Linked DNA regions of Siniperca chuatsi: region 2 is linked to region 1. A link is a contact called in public Hi-C data. All regions are on one chromosome and are shown on one strand. Each heading gives the region's core, a stretch centred on a gene start, on an enhancer-like site or on the middle of the called end of the contact. The rest is flanking DNA. Distances are from core to core; before and after follow the strand shown. Region 1 holds the start of jarid2b (protein Jumonji). Region 2 overlaps jarid2b (protein Jumonji).

What was found. A called contact is a pair of places that touch in the nucleus more often than the background predicts.
Region 2: a contact with region 1 is called in a Hi-C map of liver, with 1.8 times the contacts expected there. The contact joins the enhancer-like site here to the promoter of jarid2b in region 1. A contact is called at or near these places in 2 of 3 Hi-C or Micro-C datasets (liver and skeletal muscle).

Annotation. Positions count from the first base shown.
Region 1 is chrLG17:13,671,974-13,674,865 of ASM2008510v1, reverse strand. It overlaps jarid2b (protein Jumonji), which reads right to left and starts at 1,367. Exons shown (of 18, transcript XM_044170692.1): 1 at 779-1,367. The coding sequence starts at 823.
Region 2 is chrLG17:13,762,651-13,765,542 of ASM2008510v1, reverse strand. The region is part of intron 6 of jarid2b (protein Jumonji); the gene reads right to left. Among protein-coding and RNA genes, the nearest start is that of dtnbp1b, 87 kb to the left of the region's middle. Within about 2 kb of position 1,427, the one cell type or tissue checked has an H3K27ac peak away from gene starts, as active enhancers do. A contact at or near this core is called in liver, where this site is marked.

The sequences.
Region 1 (2,892 bases), core at 118-2,617:
CAAGTGTTGGAAATTGAACGATTATGCTGAATTGCATGACCCCCTTTCCTCCTGCTCTCCCTCACTCTTTATGGAGAAAATTAAAGAGCCACAACAGTCCGCGAAACATGTCGGTTTGCCAGCCCTCCAGTAAAAAACACACAGCGCCGACAGACACAACGCTACGTTTAACATAAACTCTATACATAAACTGCAGCATGAGAATGGTCTTACATTCACGAGCAAAGAGCTCAGTTTAAAGCGGAGATAAAATGCTCAGCATGGGACGAAATGGAAGCCGAAATAGCTGAGCCATGGCCGACAGGCTTGTCTTCACGGCTTTGAATAGGAAGAAATGGGGAGCGAACAAAAGCCTTTTCTGGAAACAGTTTGCCAAGTCTTTTAATTAAAAACCTTTTATAGCTTTATCACGTAGCCAAGACACACCGTGCATCCCCCACCACGCGTTAAAACGAGTCAAAATGAGCGAAGCAATCCCCCAACGCCCCCGATATTCAAATAGCCTAAAACATGTCTGATGTCGAAGAAACGCTGCAACACACACTGAATAAACATTGCTGTCTCTTTAAATAAAAAGCATGTAATTGTTAACACGCTGAGGCAACTTAGCCGTTACCTTTTAAAAGGATATTTGACCCAAATAGCACACAAGCTCCCTGATGGTAACCTTCACAGCCCGTGATGAAAGTTTATGCATTTTCATCGAGACGAGCAAGGCAAACTTGAATAGAGCAATTGCATTTGTGAGCAATTTAAGAAAAGGTGTGTTTTTACTTACATATTTCTTTTGAATGATATTCCTCTTAGGTCTTTCCTTGCTCATTATGCAATCCCAAAAAATGTTTGGCTATCGAGAGAATGGCCACATGAATTTCTTTCTTTGACTCTCGCCTCTCCCGGAGCACCACCAAATGACGATTTAAATCCCCGGCTCTGTAGGAAAAGCTTGCTGGCTTTGCAGAATCCTCCTTCGGTCTTTCCCTTAAACTATTCGGATATAAATCCCAAAATTCAAGGGTCGACGACGGACAGAGACGGACTGAAGCCAAACTCACTTGGGGATAACATAGTCAAAACAAATGCACAACAATAAGTTCCATTCGCCAAAACAGCTCGGCTTCTCGTCTCTGCGCACTCGCTCCCGGCTCTTTTCAAATACATGAATATATTTGAGGTGATGTCAACAAGTTACATCTTGTTTGAGGTGACGAGACGACGAAAAATTAATAAATAAAATTAAAAATAAAACGTTAGGTGTCACGTCTTTTTAGCTGGAGCCTGCAGTCGACGAGAGAGCTCTCCAGCGGCACTGCTCTACTAACTGAGAGCAGCTCCTTTCTTCCCTAGCCTCAGCCTATCACATCCTTCACCATTCAGCGGCAACTTCAAAATGCCTATAAGACAACCCTAAACACAAAACGCTGCCAAATATTCCTATACCATATTCTTTTACGGACCCAGTGGGTCTGTGGTAATTGCAATACACAGTTTATAGTGATCTTGCACTAAATGCTGCGTTGTAACTGCTATAATATTAGTTTTGCGGGCATGTCAAGGTGACATGGGCGGTCACAAGTAGGTTTATACTTCCCCTATGATGGCAGTATATAAAATCCTATGTTATGATCATAATCCTATGGAGATAAAATGCCTATAGCCTAAGCTCAATGCCAAGTGATCTTTTTTCCTAACATGATCTTATGAGGAACAATCATGTTTTTGATATACTGTAATTTATTGTACCTGTGGTAGCTCTCGTAGAAAAGGTTTCAGTCGTAGTCATCTGGACACTGTTTTCAGAATCAAGACGTTTCGGCTCCCATCCGGAAGTCATTCTCAATTGTGAAAAAATTGGACGGGAACTGGAAATTTAAACTACTCTGAGTTACATAAGCCCTGCCCTATTGTTCTCTGCAGCCAGAGAACAATAGGCCTGATTACTGATTACTGGGCCATCTTGAAACTATTAGGTCAGTTTCAGGTGAAACTAGCTATTAACAGATACTCAGGCAGATTCCTTCCTGAGGGCAGGGCTTATGTAACTCAGAGTAGTTTAAATTTCCAGTTCCCGTCCAATTTTTTCACAATTGAGAATGACTTCCGGATGGGAGCCGAAACGTCTTGATTCTGAAAACAGTGTCCAGATGACTACGACTGAAACCTTTTCTACGATAGAACACTCCTGGACGAATGAGGGACTACACTGTACCTGTGGTAGTTTTACTTTTGTTAGGCAAAAACAGTCATGTTTCAAGCTAAAAGAAGAATTCTCAGAAGAGGCTAGGGGACAAACAAGTGGTGGATCCCAAATGTTTATGTAAATGACAGCCCATTACTCCCAACCCCCCACTCCACACCACCCCCACAAGGTTAAACATTAGACTATAGACTTTTTTTTTTTCATTTTCAGAATCAGAATCAGAAATACTTTATCGATCCCCGAGGGGAAACTCTTTCATTACTGCTGCTCACTATCACGTCAATGCACACTTGAGAATAGAAGGAATAGAAGTACTAAGCAAATAAAATATAATACGCTATAATACAGGTAAAGTAAATTAAATACAAAGTGGATATAAAATGCTGTGCTTTTGAGAAACCTTTATCTGTGAAAACTTTAGTTTGGGGCTTTTTAGTTATAATTTAGTATGGAAAAGCCTTAGCTCCAGTGTAGTCGATGTTCAAAAAAGTAGTTTTTTCACATTTGTTTCCTGGGCTCATAGTAAAATACATTAGTATTCAGATTAAGCTCTTCCCTCTGGAGCCCCACACGAGAACACCCAGGGGTGTCTGAACACCACTTTGTAAATTACTGTTCTCAAATAAACTAGCTCTTACTTGTAATTCTGAGTTTTACGTGTTGATCCCCCAGCTCTGCCACACACCTTTGCT
Region 2 (2,892 bases), core at 178-2,677, 91 kb before region 1:
TGCTGCAAGGAGCTTCTCATTCCCTTTATCTTCTCCCTCCCCCCCTTCTCTCTGATTGGTCTGTGTGTGAGGTGTGAGGGGGGGGGGCTAAAGTGCTAAGAGGTCTTGTAAAGTTAAAGATCAGTATTTGGTAGCCAATATCTGAATGGGTGAAACTGGAAATCTGTTTCTGTAGTTTCATAACATAAAGGGGCTACTTCTTCCTATTATATTTAGTTACATTTAATTTTTTATTTTCAAACAGAGCAAACATGTTTTCTCATTTTTATTCTCAAACATCTAAACAATGCACACAAATTAGGGGTGGGCAATTCTCAATAGAAAACATAAAAATTTGCATCTATAATCATGTTTTGCTGCCATCTATCTCCAGTATCTGTGTGTCTTTCTGTCCAGACCAGCTGGAAGTGAACCACAGGAGAAAGAAAGGAGGAGGAATGGGAGCGATGGAGTTATCAATCACAGTCGGGGCACCACAGGAGGGAGGTGACAGCCGGCCCATTGACAGGTTTGCCTTTGAAGGGCTCTCGTGTCACATTTGTGTGTGTGTGTGTGTGTGTGTGTGTGTGTGTGTGTGTGTGTGTGTGTGTGTGTGTGTGTATGTATTGTATTGTGTTCGTCTCAGGTGGCAGGGGGCAGACACAAAGACCAGGCCATTAAAAGATAAGGGGGGACTGAAACTTAACCCTGCCTCCGTCAATCATTCCCCCCAAACACACACACACACACCACAATGGAAAAACACAAGGTGACAAGGAGAGAGGGAGGAAAGAAAGAAAGGGTGTTGAGAAGAAGTGAGGAAGGGAAAGGGATCAAAGGAAGACTGAAAGAGAGAATACAGCAACGATATGAGTGGATAAAGGAAAGCTGCACAGCAAGAGCACTACTGTTTTCGCGTGATACATATTTCATGTCACACTATGTGCACTCCTCACAAAAACAGTCATTGTGATTTTACTTGTTATTTAAGAATGAATTACCAATTGGACATATAATCTCACAAGTTCAAACTGACTTATTTTGAAATATTAACTAAGTGCTAAAGCAGCAGTTGTCCAGATATCTACTATATTTGTCCAGCCACCGTTTGCTGACAAAGCTGTCATGACCACTTCCTGCCACAGGAGGGCTCAGCGGACCGACTCTCTTCAGGGGGGGCTTGGCATGTCTCCCTCACTTTTCTCTCTTTAATTATTTGGTCTGGTGGAAAAGGAGGATGGCAAGAGAGTGATGATGAGAGGAGAAAATACGAGGCAGGAGCTAGTTTAGATACTTATAAAGAAAGACAAAAGAAAGCAAGCGATACCTAAAACTATATGGAAGTTCACTGCAGAACAGAAATGAGAAGGACGATGAACAGAACAAGAAAGACAATGAAGCCAAAGGGAAAAAATAGAACACACACACAGGCAGGCGGCCGGAGACTGTTCTGGAGTGTTCAGTCGCACATGAGCGGGGAAGGGAGGGAGAGGGAGGTGGGTCTAGATGACATCATGTGTTGCTATAGCCCAGCTGAGGCCTGGCAGGAAGATTTTTAACAGGCAACATCTGTAGGAGCCAGTCCTGGGAAGAAGAGGGGGGAGAGAGAGAGAAAGACAGACAGCGAGACAAGGCCAGCCAGAGGATGGAAGAAGACAGGAGAAAGTTTAACCCTTGCAAAGCCCTGCTGACTGACAAAAGAAGGGAAATGCAGAAGAGACTGGGGATGCAGCCCTACATGCAGCATTTTTGTGTTCATCAAACACTTTTACCAACATTTTTAAATCGTATACAGTCAAAGCCAGATATATACTTATTTGTCAGGATGTTGCAGAAGCCCTGTAGATCAAGCTAAAAAGGTACCACTAGTGCTGACAGGCACCTCCTTAAAAACGTAACTACACATCAGGGCAACAAAAGATACCATGTGGGAACCACAAGAACTGTGATTGGTCAGCTTCAGCTATTTTGTGTTATCTTCAACATGTTCCTGAGGCTGGTAGAGACTGTTGAAGTGAAGACAACATTGGGCAAGATGAAGAGATGTTCTTTTTTGTAATCTAGTGAAACCATTTCCAGCGCAAACCTTCTCCTCACCATGATTGTCTCTATCACCAGGATAATGAAATAATGTAAACACTTTAACTTTAGGTGTATAATGAATGCATGACACAGCTTGATAGCATGCAACACATCCATCAAGTGTTGCAGCGGTGCGATGACAATCAACGGGTTAAATCTTATGCTGAACTATAAATCAATTCCTATGCCGGAGTCATTTACGGTACGACTGCCGGAACACCTCGACGGCGAGGCATAAATCCGGCTTAAGCCTTCTTTCCCCTCTGCTGTCTTATTAGAGCGCAATGTGATGCGGCCCTGGGCAGGTTGACTTTTAAGCAGCAAGAGAAAGGTCACTACAGCACTAATAACACACACAATGCAAAAGCCCTTTTATAAACTAATAGGGAGATATCTACATACAGTATCTTCAATAAGCATTTAATTCATATTGAGTATATAGCGTCATTTTTCACATGTAGTAGTATTATGAGTGAGGCTAATTCAGGATGGCTGAGGACAAAGGACAAACAACTGAACAAGAAAGTGCAGAGTCCTTTTCAAATGATGCCGAGTCGGCTAAATGGTTTGGCCCTGCACACCCCACCTGCGCTTGGCTGCTGTGTGCAGCTGCTTTGCTGACATCCCCACTTTTGTTATTTAATTAAAATGGATAGAATCATATTGTTTTATAAAAAGGTCCTGTTACGGTGCATGTATTTTGTTGATACAAGCTGCTATTAAATTAGGGAGAACTGAATCATGGTGAATTGAATTATGATAATGCCTTTACCCTCCGGTTTTACACACACACAACCCCTAGTTCGTTTTACGGCTACATAATCACTTAAC